Regions from separate parts of the Sus scrofa genome. Here regions 2 and 3 are each linked to region 1. Evidence: chromatin contacts called from public Hi-C data. All regions are on one chromosome and are shown on one strand. Each heading gives the region's core, a stretch centred on a gene start, on an enhancer-like site or on the middle of the called end of the contact. The rest is flanking DNA. Distances are from core to core; before and after follow the strand shown.

Region 1 (4,016 bases), core at 415-2,914:
CCCACATTGCATGGGCTGGTGGCTGCAGATGCAATTCAAGCCTTAGTTTGGAAACATCCATAAGCCATGGGTGCAGCCTTAAAAAGACAAAAAAAATCAAAAACAACAGAACCCACGGACTTTCACACAGCAGTGTCCCTGGCAGGCCCCTGACTCTGTTTGGGCAGAGTGGCACGCGGGGATATCCCCGAATGCAGTAGCCACACAGTGAAGTAATGACATCAGATGAATTCAAGTTTCAAAGTTATTAACTGCACAATGCCTACTTTGATTACTAAGCATACACGTTTGTCCCTGACAGATTCTGCTGGGGATTGACACTATGAAGACCTGCAGAAATAAGGACGGAGTAATCTAGTCCCCCCGGTACAGGTAAATTCCAAAGAACTGGGGGGGGGGGGGTGCTTTCATATTTTGCCTATATAAACCTAATATTTATTCAGTTATCTCTTAAACAAGAACTCCTAAGGTGAAGAGAAAGGGATTGAAGAAGAGAAAATGATCCCTCTTTATGCAACTACCTAATTACAGCTTTCTAGGTCAGTTTTCCATGAGGCCCAGGTCCTGCATGAAGTACGAGTCTGACCAGATATAACTGTTAGGGCTGAAATGGACATAGGATTTACCGTTTTCATGAAAAAACATACTACTAACTGGCTTAGCACTACACCCTCATGTGGAAGGAAAAGCATCTACAGAAGGACAATTGGTGAAATAATCATTTTGGAACCTGAGCCAAAGGTTTCTCACCAACACCTGAAGTCACCGAATAGGCAACAACACAGCCAGGTCAACTGTAGCTCTTGGCAACTTCCATTACGAAGAGGCCCAATGACTCTGGAGTCCACAGTTTGGAGTCCAGGCCAGAAGTTCAACAAACTGCTACTGGAAACAACTGGATACCATAATACTAAACATAAACAAGTGAAAACGAAATGAGTACACCAAGAAATGAGCCACTTCTAAGACCGTGATGCTCAGAGTCCGATCGGATGAGGGTATTACACACACTCAGATACACAACCACACACCTGTTCACAATCCCAGGTCCTCACTCTCAAATAAATACATTGAACATTTACAACAGAATGAATGCCTTATGAATGCAAGCTTTTCTGTTACTGTAATTCTAACTGAATAAAAATCACACTTCTAAAATAAGCTACAAGTTGCCTTTTTTGTGAAACTGATGTGACTTGGTGCCACAGCCCGCCTCTCTCTAATAGCAGCAGTATCAACAACCCATGGGAGCCAAGCAGTATCAACAACCCATGAAAGTTCGTTCCTTTCCAGCATCCCACGGGTTCCCACACAAGCAACTTCATAAAGCATGCAGATATTTACTCTGCTGGAGTTTCAAATGAAGAGCAGTGATCACTGTGCTTATACCTTCCAAAATATACATAAACGGTGACAAATGAACATGTAATAGCACGTCTTTGCTTACCAACGAAATCATAAGGCAGAGGGGGTGGCGGTGGAAAGAGAAACGTTAAAAATGGGGAGAAAATGCAAAACAGTGCTAGTAGCATTCACAAAAAAGATCATGCTAAAATCAGATCCATATTGATAAAAATTAATAATTAAGCCACAATCCAAAGAACTCTGTCCATGAGTCCAAAGGCATGCACGCCAGCTGAAGGAAAAGCAGGATTCTTCTGACAACAGTTTCTTCAGAGCAGAACAGTAACTTGTCACTGGAGTAATCACAGCAGGGTGAACAGGGTGCCAGCACACAGTTCTTTTTTGTAATTGAAGAGGAAAGAAAAGCAATCACGACAAAAAAAAAAATTAAACAACAGTGGAAACAACACAGAAATTCACAATGACCTATAAAACCGAAAGGAAAATCCAAATTATTCTCATACCTTTTTCTAAGTTAGCTTTTTACTGAAAGGGGTATAATGACAGATTTAGCCATGATCGTGTTTAATATAAAATGACTACACATGGGATTTCCTGCAGTATCAATGCTCAATAATTTCACTCATGTTTAAAGGACACATAAGAAACATCTTGTCACCAGAATCTCAAAGGCTCCCCACCACAAGAGGTCTCAAAGTACTTAAGTTTCTCATAAGCAAAAGAATAACCTGAAACTAATTATTCCAAAGGCAGTAACTTCCGATGACCATCGTGAAGCCAATTAGAATATTTCTGCCTTTTAAATAGTACATTTACAATTTTTTTTTTTTTACAAATGAGAGCAAGATGTTTTTTAACCCTGAGGCTGAACTAAGCCTCTCTCGGGGAGGTTCCGGCCTGAGCTGAGGTACTCACCGGAGGAGGATCCGGGGCTATCCTGCCTTCGTGTCCACAAGCTGCATCTGCACATTGGCAGCCATGCCGCCCCCGTAGCCTCCTTTAGACTGCATCTGGTTCTGGATGGAGCTGACCTGAAACAGGACAAAAACAGAACCAAAGTCAGGGGCTGACTGCAACTAAGCAATTCTTGTCTAACATTGTGCCTGGGCTGCTTTTTCCAGAAGGGTATTTACTTTTTATAGGAAAAAAAATTTCTTTTATAGACTTACAAGTGTTCTCATTATAAGGAGAAATGGTGAGGCTATTGATGGAAGCATTTCTCTTTTTTTGGTACAACGCCCTTTCCCTGCTACTTTCTCCACTTCCCAATTTCAAAAAACTGGGAAAGATCAATTCAATGTTCTGTTCCTCAGCCACCCTAATTTACAAACACCTCACACAGAGGATCACGCAATTACATGGATTAGAATCAGATAAAAAAAAAAACGATGGGAGCCCCCCGGTGGCTCAGCAGGTTAAGGATCTGGTGTTGTCATTGCATTGGCTTCAGCTGCTCCTGTGGCATGGGTTCGATCCCTGGCCATGGCTGAAAAAGAAAAACAAAAAAATAATTTGGAGCTCAAACAAATTCCCTGCCTCAAGTACCCAGGATGGCACTAAGAGCCTTTGCAACATAAGTAAATTCTCATTTAAAAAAAGCAGTAACAAATATGAATGAAATTAGACTAATGAAAGCTAATTTTTAAAAGTCCATGTGGTAAAATTTACAACTTTAATACAGTTTTGTCTAATTAAGCGAAAAATAGCTTAAGAACCCACAGACTTGGATTGTGGCCCAGACTGATTTATTACTGTTTTCACTCCGGGTGAACTATTCATCCTCTGTGAACATCAGGCTTCTTATCCATAAAACGGGTTAATGATGATACTCTCTCTTAACCACCTTACAGGGCTATTTTCTAAGAGATTGAGAGGCATATGAATGCTGGGGTATTCTGTGCTTTGGCTGCAACGAACTTACTTGCAAACTGTGAAGTGCACTTAGTGTATCATATCTTAGTTTATACTAATTAGAAGAATGTGGAAGCAGAGAATAAGAGAATCAAGCTAGACGACAAAGGAGCAACGGGAAGTTGGAGGTGATGGTCTAATGGTCATGCGTCAGGGCACAGGTCTAATCACAGAGACTTCTGGAGATGAAAGGGGGTGGGAATATATCCACTCATTACTCAGCAAATACTTCTTGAGCGCTTCATGTCAGAAAAACCTGACATATGAGGTGTCCTTTCATTGGTGAGCTTGAGTCAATTTGTTAAAAGTAATAAGGCATGTCCAGGTTATTTTTGGAGTAAGACAGGCTTAAATATATTCTGATTGAAGAGAATAACAAAATATAAAATGTGTGGCTTATTTAGATCCAACATGGTTTAAGTTAGAATCTGTGACCGGCTCTTAGATGGGTAAATTTTCACTCATTTGCTGAAAAATTCATTTATATGGAACTCACTCCAGTGACAACACGTTACTGTACTGTCTATATTCACGTTATGCAAATAACTACTTAAGTAAGGGCATTAAAAAAAGAAGCTGGAGTTCCCATCGTGGCGCAGTGGTTAACAAATCCGACTAGGAACCATGAGGTTGTGGTTTGATCCCTGGCCTTGCTCAGTGGGTTAAGGACCCGGCGTTGCCGTGAGCTGTGGTGTAGGTTGCAGATGCGGCTCGGATCCCGCGTTGCTGTGGCTCTGGCG
Region 2 (4,016 bases), core at 528-3,027, 210 kb after region 1:
GTGAAGCTGGTCAATAAGGATGAAATGGAAGGAAATGCAGCCATGGAACTGAACATTCATGAGCCCTAAAAGCCATGGCAAGGATTTTACATTGAATTCTGTGATAAAATCCCTACCAGCATGAGTGAAATTATGATTTGTACTTTATAAAAATAATTTTGGGTGCTGTATGGCAAACTGACTATAGTGGAAGCAGATAAGCAAACTGGGAGGCTTTTGAAGTACACTAGGTGAGATATGATAGTGACTTGGATTAGGGTGGTATGAGTAGAGGAGGTGAAAAGGGATTAGATTCATATGTGCTAAAAATCCACGAAAAGAGGTAAGGATGATTTCAAGGCTTTTGCCTTGGCAATTTGGTGCATAGTATTATAGTTGATGTTGTATGCTGCAGGAAGAGGCTGATTGTTGTGGAAGAAGTAAAAATAAATTTGAAGTGCCTGGTAGATATCCCACTGAAGGTAGTAAGTAGGCAGAAACATGTATCATACACCAATCTGGAATTAAGGGGAGAGGCAGGTTGGGAGATAAATACTGGAGAGTCCTCGATCTGCAGATGATAAAGCCTCTGACTTAGCGAAAAATGACCATATTATTTATTGCCCAAACCGATACATATTCTTTTCAATTTTTAATTTTGACAATTTCAGGCTTACAGAAAAGTTGCAAGAATAACTGAATTTGCATACACCGTTCACTCAGTTTCCCCTAATGTTAAAATTTTTATTACAGTTGCTTTATCCTTTTTTACTGCTCTGCTTTTTTCTATGTTGACATTTTGGGGGGGAATCTCTTCACTGTGTGAAAGTGAATTGCAGATATGATACTTCTCTACTCATATATTATTCAGTGGGTTTATTCCTACAAAAATGACAATCCTTTTACATCAGTGGTTCTCAAAGCACAGTTCCTGGGCTAGCAGCAGCTGTATCACCTGGAAACTGTTAGAGACCTAAAATATAGGGCCTCACCCTAGATCAACTGATTTTGATAATTTTCCTGTGGGTATATTGGGGAAGTTAACATCTTTCGAAACTATTTCCCAATTTGTAAGCATTATTTATATTTCACCAATTGCCCTGGTGAATGTCTTTGATACAAAAAGTACCAAATGGGACACAGTTTTGTGATTAAAGGGGGCCTCTATGAAGAAAAAGTGGTGAAAGTATACTTTTTCATAATAAGGACACTTGGGGATTAACTGTTAGAGAGCCAAGAATGGAATTCATTAGGAGCTCTGGAATAGAAGGCTCACTCTGAAGGAGAAACAGCATCCAGAGAGGAAGGAGAGTGAAGGACTACTGCTGAAAAGAGGGAATGGTCAACAGTAATAAATGCTACCAAGAGGCTGAGTGGAATCGCCTAAAGAATTTTGTAAGTGAAGGTCTTTAGTGACATTGACAAGAGACAAATGGCTTCAAAAAAGGAAGATAAAGTGGACACAATATACAAAAATTATTTTTAAAAGAAGCAAAGCTACGGAGGGGGATATAGGGTTAAAGATTTTGTTCCTTTTAGGTGGGGCCTCTTACATTATGTCGATTACTGGTGGGAAATATTCTTTGCAGAACAGTCAAGGACGTTTACTAACAATGCCTGGGGCTCACCCCCAGAGTCTGATTTAACTGATCTGGGGTGTGGCCAAGTTCAGGTGATTTTTTTTTTTTTTACTTGATTCCCAAATGATGTGGACATGCAGTCAAGGCTGTGAACCACGGCTAGAGGAAAAAAAAAAAAAAAAAAAAAATTGACGCGGGAGGGCGTACCTCCTAGTCAAGACCTATGCACCTGAGGAATGAAGTATCATGGTGTCCCCGCCAGCAAAAACGGCCAGCACTGCTTGAGTTATCAAATCTTTTCAGTTACACTACCCAATTTTTCCTACAAGCGTCCATACGGCAAGTGCAGAGCTTACAGCAGTAACTCCACTCTCCGAGAGACAAGAAAGGAAGGAGGAAAAACGGCCTCGCCGCGGCCCCCGGGAGCCTTGGCTACGGAACCTCCCCGTCGCCGCCTCGCCCCACGGTGGCCCTAAGGCTCCGGCACCGCCGCCGCACCCCAGCGCGGGTCAGCAGTGCGCACGCGCAGGAGGTGCTGGGGCGTTTGCTCTCCCGCCCTCTGCGGGAACCGCCGGCTCCTCCCTCCTCGGACCTTCTCCCCGACCGGCAGCGCGGGAGGGAGGCCGAGATGGCAGATGAGATCGCCAAGGCTCAGGCCGCCCGGCCTGGTGGCGATACGATCTTCGGGAAGATCATTCGCAAGGAAATCCCAGCCAAAATCATTTATGAGGATGACCAGGTAGGCACCCGGCGCTGCCTTGCTCGTGGGCTGAGGCGAGACAGGCGCCCGTGGACACGCGGGTTTCCTCCGAGGGAAAAGAAGGGAAGGGTCGGGGGCGCCACGGAGAAGGGAAGGCACCCGGCTGCCTCGCGCGGCCTGGGCCGCGGGCCCCCAGCCAGCGGGCAGGGCCCGGTGGCTCCTAGGCGGCCGGCCGGCGCGTGCCGGCGCTCCGGTTACGCGTTATCAGCCCCGGGCGCGGGCCGGGCCGCCGGCACCCGCGGGCCCACATGGCGGGGTCTGGGCGCGTGCGGGGGGCGCGCGCGGGGTCCTCCGCGTGGGCGCCAGCCAGCTCCCCCTGGGCCTCGGACCTCGCCTGTGTCAGGAATCTGACAATCTCGCCCGCGCTCTGCCTGACAGGGAGAAACCCGATCGCTCCTTGACTCGGGCCCAATCTCCGCGATCTCCCGCGCACAGCCGGCCTGCCCAGCTCTCCCGGGCGCCGCTCCGCGGCTCTGCGCTAGGCGGCCTGGGCGCCAGGCCTGGGGGCTGCGGAGGGCGCGGACGAGCTGGGCCTGGGCGAGGGCTGGCCAGCGCCCTCCCACCCCCGACCCGCCGCGGACTCCGGAGGCGACAGTGGGCCTGCAACTGGGATTTGCTTTCCTTTGGCCCCTCCCTGGAAGAATGGCTCCTTTTATGGTTTACAGGAAGCGGTTTTATGCCAAGAGATTGAAGATAGAGTTTTTGTTGACCTGGCTGTAGGTGAAATTGTTTTAGAAAGGACGAGTTGATTTGACCTGGAGACATCTTGTATAAAATTTTTAGTGAGCGATAATAACGGGTTTGAATCTCAGATAAAGCAGGACAGGAGGTAGGCTGATTTAGATAGAAGTTTTGTAAACTATTTAATACATTTATGAAATATGGAATATAAGGAAACATGTTACTAGCAGTGTCCTTAGAGTCAGAACATCTAAGATTTAATGCCTCGAGGTAAATTTACTCAAATACCTTTATTTGTCAGGAAAATTCTATTTTAGAAAATGTGTATTTCTTTTAAAGTATTTTCAGCTGCTTTTAGTAAATGATTGTTGAAATATTGACTTTTGAACGATGAAGTCCCAACAGTATAACAGCATGAAGCCATCTAAATGATACAGCATTTTGTACGGAGTACCAGGTAGAATGACTCCTGAGACAGTTAAGCAAAGATAGCAGCTTCCACCTTCACTAGATTTAAAACCATTCAAGTGGTATGTAATTTGTCTAAATGTTACTTATCTTCTTCATTTCTACAAAAGAAAATATCTCTTAAATAGCTGAGTAAAGTGGGAAGAAGTCAGTGTTAGTCTAATATCAGGCACATTTGTAATTACGAAACTTATCACTGCCATAAAGAAAAAAAAAAGGAAATCGAATAACCAGGGCCCTGACCTGCATCTGATTTCCTTTAGGAGTTGCCTGGTGGTGCAGTGGGTTGGGCATCTGGCATTGTCACTGCTATGGCTCAGGTTGCAGCTATGGCACGGGTTCCATCCCTCACCCTAAGCACGGCAAAAAAAAAAAAAAAAAACCCAACCAAACAACACAAGATTTCCTTTAGAAATGTTATATATATACTGGCAGTTGAGTGAATAGTGTAGACAATAGTTAGGGTTGGGAGGAAAGAGCATCCTGGCAATGGAGGGAAAAGCAAATGTAAAAGCCCTGACATTGGAGAGAGGTGGGCAGTGTGATTT
Region 3 (4,016 bases), core at 928-3,427, 140 kb after region 1:
TGGACTGGGTCACTAGGGTCACCCTAACCCCAACAAGAGAAATGGACATAACAGTGTAAATCAACTATACTTTAATAGGACAATAAAAATGAAAAGCAAAACCAAAAAGACCCTGTAGAGTGCTAAAATCAATTTGTCTTGTAATTCAATCACCCACAGGATTAGCCATTTGTTTATTTTTCAGAAATTTTTCAAAAACTTTGCTACTGGATGAGATAGCATTTCTGTTAGGAGAGTCACACACAAGTTTGTACTTGTGAATGTCCCTAAATTCTCTGGCTTGTGGATACAAATAAAGTCACCTTAACATTGAAGACTGAATTCCATTAATTTGAAGGCTCTCACATACATACTTGTAAAACCTCGGCCCTCTTTTGAGGTTCTCTCTCTCACAGAGAGAGAGTTGTGGGCAGTTGTCACATAACATCACAAAGTGTGCATGGCCACTGTGTGTGGCACTGTTTTCACTTTGCCCCAGGGGTCCTCGTGACTCTGGGCCACTGCTGCAGACTCCCAGCCAGCTGCTGCTGCTGCAGCTGCCACCACAGCCCTACTCTGAGCTGCCACTGTGTGCTCCACCTAAGCCCCCACTGACACAAAGCCACTACTTTGCACTCTAAGCCTGCCATGAGTGTCATAGCTGCTTCACCTGGAGCCCCATTCCCTCTTCCTCAGGCTGCTCTATATGCCGCTGCTGCTGCCCAGGCCTCTCCACATGGGCTGCTGCTGGCCCGGCTGCTGTCACTCTACCTGGATGCTACGTCTATGTGCCTTGCTGCTCTGTCCTACTCCACTGTTAGACCTTCTGCTTTGGTTCCTGCTTCTGCTGCAGTCACCCTATCCTTTGCATCCAGTCAACACCCTTCACTGTCACCACCAATCTGCCTTAGGCTGGTAGTGCTCACCTCTTTTCTAAAGCAGGTAGAGAGGAGTTCCCGTTGTGGTGCAGTGGTTAATGAATCCGGCTAGGAACCATGATGTTGTGGGTTCAATCCCTGGCCTTGCTCAGTGGGTTAAGGATCCAGCATTGCATTGTAGGCTGCAGCTGTGGCTCTGGTGTAGGCTGGTGGCTATAGCTCCAATTTGACCCCTAGCCTGGGAACCTCCATATGCCACGGGAGCAGCCCTAGAAAAGGTAAAAAGACAAAAAAATAAAAATTAAAAAAAAAAATTAAAGTGCGTGGAGAAACAGTGTCCTTCTCCCTGTGTTCTCTCCTCTTACAGAATCCCACCTTGGAGCTGCTTGGGGCCTGAAGTGTTACAGAGTCGATGGAGTCTTCGTTATTATCCACACACTTTCCTGTCCTCATGCATTCATGGTGGAGATAGGACAGCAACGGAGCTTGTGGGGAGGTTGAGTCAGAAGCACTGCACTACACCCAGAAATCCTCTAGAAATCACAGGCCTTAGTACTGAGTTTAGTTTATTGTTTGAGGCTCCTTTCCTTTGAGATTGCGCCAGATTTTTGCCAGGAGCTGCATAATCTACTTCCCCTTTTCCCAGTTTTTAACTCAGTTTGAAGTCCTATCATGAACAAAGTTCAAAAGCTTCTCCTAGAAGATGCCAGTGAATACAGACAGATCCAGGGGTGTGTGAGGGCCTCACTCCACACTAGAATACAGAGGATAGTCACTCCACTAAGGGATTGAAAAACTCCTGTTGGGCTTTAGCAGATGGAAATAACTCCTCATTTTACATATGTATAGGTGTGTATGTGCGTTTGTGTGTGTATGTATCAACAACTATTTGTCAAAAACATATATTGTGACAGAGGCTCCAAGTACATCTATGAGCAAAAAAAAAATCTTTGTCTTCAAAGAGCTTACATTTTGGTGGGGAGAGAGAGAGAGAGAGACAATGAATAAAGTATGTACTAGCAGGTGATGATTGCAGAAAAAAGTCACAGTGGAACAGGGTAAGGATAATCAGAAGTGCCAGTGGTATGTGTGTGTGTGTGTGTGTGTGTGTGTGTGTGTGTGTACATGTGTGAGTGTGGGCAGCTGTAGTAATTACCTAAATGGTGAGGGCGAATGTCACCAAGACGTTTCTTCGCCGAGAGAAGACAAAAAGGCAAAGAGGAAGTCAGCTAAGGAGAAGACTGTTTCAGGCAGAGGGCAAAGCCGGGGCAAAGTCCTTACACAAGAGCGTGCATTGGGTAATGGACTAAGAGCAAGCAAGCCACTCAGTGAAAGAGAAAGTGGAAGGAGACAAAGTCAGAGAGATAATGGGATGCCAGGTTAAGGTGGCCCTTGAACCTGCTGCAAAGGTCTTCACTTTTTCTCTAACTAAAATGGGAAACGATTGGAGGCTTTGAGCAGACAAATGATATGATCTGTCCTACACACGGAAAGCTCTGGCTCCTAACTATGAGGTTTAGGTAAAATCGAGAGGGTGATAAGTAGGCAGATTCTGGTGACATTTGAAGGGAGAGTCAAATAGGATTTCCTGACAAATTGGATGTGAGAGAGAAGAGTCAAAACTAACTCTGAGATTTTTTTACCTGCGCAGATGGAAGGAAGGAACGTCATGAAATCCCAAGATGCCAAGATGGGGAAGGCTGCACTTGGGCCAAGTTTAAAGAGGAAGACCTGGAGTTCCGTCAGCAATCTGTTAAGTATGAGATGCCTGCTAGGTATTCAAGCAGATGTTGCAAAGGCAGTTGGGCATGTAACTCAGGATTCAAGAGGGGGGGACTGGGCTAGAGAGAGACACTTGGGAGTCATCAGATTAAAGGGGCTTTTACAGCCCAGAGAACAGATGAGATCATCAAGGTAGTGAGGTTGGATAGAGACGAAGAAAGGGCCCAAGGCTGAGCCTGGGGCACTTCAACACTAAAAGATTGGAGAGAAGGGACCAGGTCAGCCAGAAATGAGAAGCTAGGGAGGTAGGAGAGAAACTAAGAGAGTGTGGTAGCCTGGGAGTCAAAAGGAGTACATCAAGGAGGAGTGAGTGATCGGTCAGTTAAGATGACGACTGAAACTTGACCGCTGGAATGATCAGTATGAGGTCCCTTGATGGTCTTGACAAGAACAGTTTTGATGGAGTAGGGTAGGCAAAAGCTTCACTGAAGTTGGTTCAATAGAGGGTAGGAAGGGAAAAATTGGAAACTATTTACAAATGGCTAATAAGGAGTTTAATTGTGAAGAAATTGGGCAACAGGTAGAGGGAAAATCAGATCAAAAGGAGTTTTCTGGGAGTTCCCATTGTGGCTTAGCAGGTTAAGAACCCAACTAGTATTCATGAGGATGCAGATTCCATCCCTGGCCTTGCTCAGTGGGTTAAGGATGTGGTGTTGCCACAAGCTGCAGTGTAGGTCACAGACGAGGCTCGGATCCGGCGTTGCTGTGGCTGTGGCAGTGGCAGGCAACTATACCTCTGATTCGACCCCTAGCCTGGGAACTTTCTTATGCTGCAGGTGTGGCCTTAAAAAATAACAACAACAAGAATACAAAAATAAAAAATAAAAAAGAGTTTTCTGTTCATGCTATGAAAGTTGGGGAAAAAATAATAGCATTCTTGTTGGCTGATGGAAATGATTCAGAGGAGAGATTTTATGTAGAAAACTCCATTTTTGGATTTGATTCATAATATTGGACATAAGAAAGCAGAGTGTTTATCCGATCAATGGAAAGTCAGCATTCCAAGCTGGCAGCTGGGCCCCTACGCATTCTCGCCCAGTATTCATCCTGCACACACACACCCAATCCCAAGACGGGGTTCCATGCCCCATGCATATTTAGGGAATGTGAAAGAAAGGGTGTTTTTTTTTGTTGTTTTTTTTGTTTTTTTGCCTTTTCTAGGGCTGTACCCATGGCATATGGAGGTTCCCAGGCTAAGGGTCTAATCGGAGCTAAAGCTGCCAGCCTACACCTGGGCCACAGAAATGCCAGATCCAAGCCGCATCTGTGACCCACACCACAGCTCACAGCAACGCCAGATCCTTAACCCACTGAGCGAGGACAGGGATCCAACCCTTCCTCCAATCCATCATGGTTCCAATCCATCATGGTTCCTAG

What was found. A called contact is a pair of places that touch in the nucleus more often than the background predicts.
Region 2: a Hi-C map of liver shows a contact between it and region 1, with 4 times the contacts expected there. The contact joins the promoter of HINT1 here to the enhancer-like site in region 1. A contact is called at or near these places in 2 of 5 promoter capture datasets (fetal liver and liver), 4 of 47 Hi-C or Micro-C datasets (brain, fetal heart ventricle and liver) and 2 of 2 datasets of contacts at active chromatin or transcription factors (alveolar macrophages and skeletal muscle).
Region 3: a contact with region 1 is called in a Hi-C map of liver, with 3 times the contacts expected there. The contact joins two enhancer-like sites. A contact is called at or near these places in 1 of 47 Hi-C or Micro-C datasets (liver) and 1 of 2 datasets of contacts at active chromatin or transcription factors (alveolar macrophages).

Annotation. Positions count from the first base shown.
Region 1 is chr2:133,678,784-133,682,799 of Sscrofa11.1, reverse strand. LYRM7 (complex III assembly factor LYRM7) reads right to left here. Exons shown (of 8, transcript XR_002342091.1): 7 at 2,281-2,396; 8 at 1-1,741. It overlaps CDC42SE2 (CDC42 small effector protein 2), which reads right to left. Exons shown (of 6, transcript XM_005661625.3): 5 at 2,281-2,396; 6 at 1-1,741. The coding sequence ends at 2,298. LOC110259698 reads left to right here. Exons shown (of 6, transcript XR_002342086.1): 6 at 1-1,018. Among named protein-coding and RNA genes, the nearest start is that of CDC42SE2, 120 kb to the right of the region's middle. Within about 2 kb of position 1,664, at least 5 of the 83 cell types and tissues checked have an H3K27ac peak or open chromatin away from gene starts, as enhancers often do. A contact at or near this core is called in fetal liver and liver, where this site is marked.
Region 2 is chr2:133,473,574-133,477,589 of Sscrofa11.1, reverse strand. It overlaps HINT1 (histidine triad nucleotide-binding protein 1), which reads left to right and starts at 1,777. Exons shown (of 3, transcript XM_005661623.3): 1 at 1,777-2,298. The coding sequence starts at 2,188.
Region 3 is chr2:133,535,187-133,539,202 of Sscrofa11.1, reverse strand. All of the region lies in intron 4 of LYRM7 (complex III assembly factor LYRM7), which reads right to left. Among named protein-coding and RNA genes, the nearest start is that of CDC42SE2, 27 kb to the left of the region's middle. Within about 2 kb of position 2,177, at least 16 of the 83 cell types and tissues checked have an H3K27ac peak or open chromatin away from gene starts, as enhancers often do. A contact at or near this core is called in liver, where this site is marked.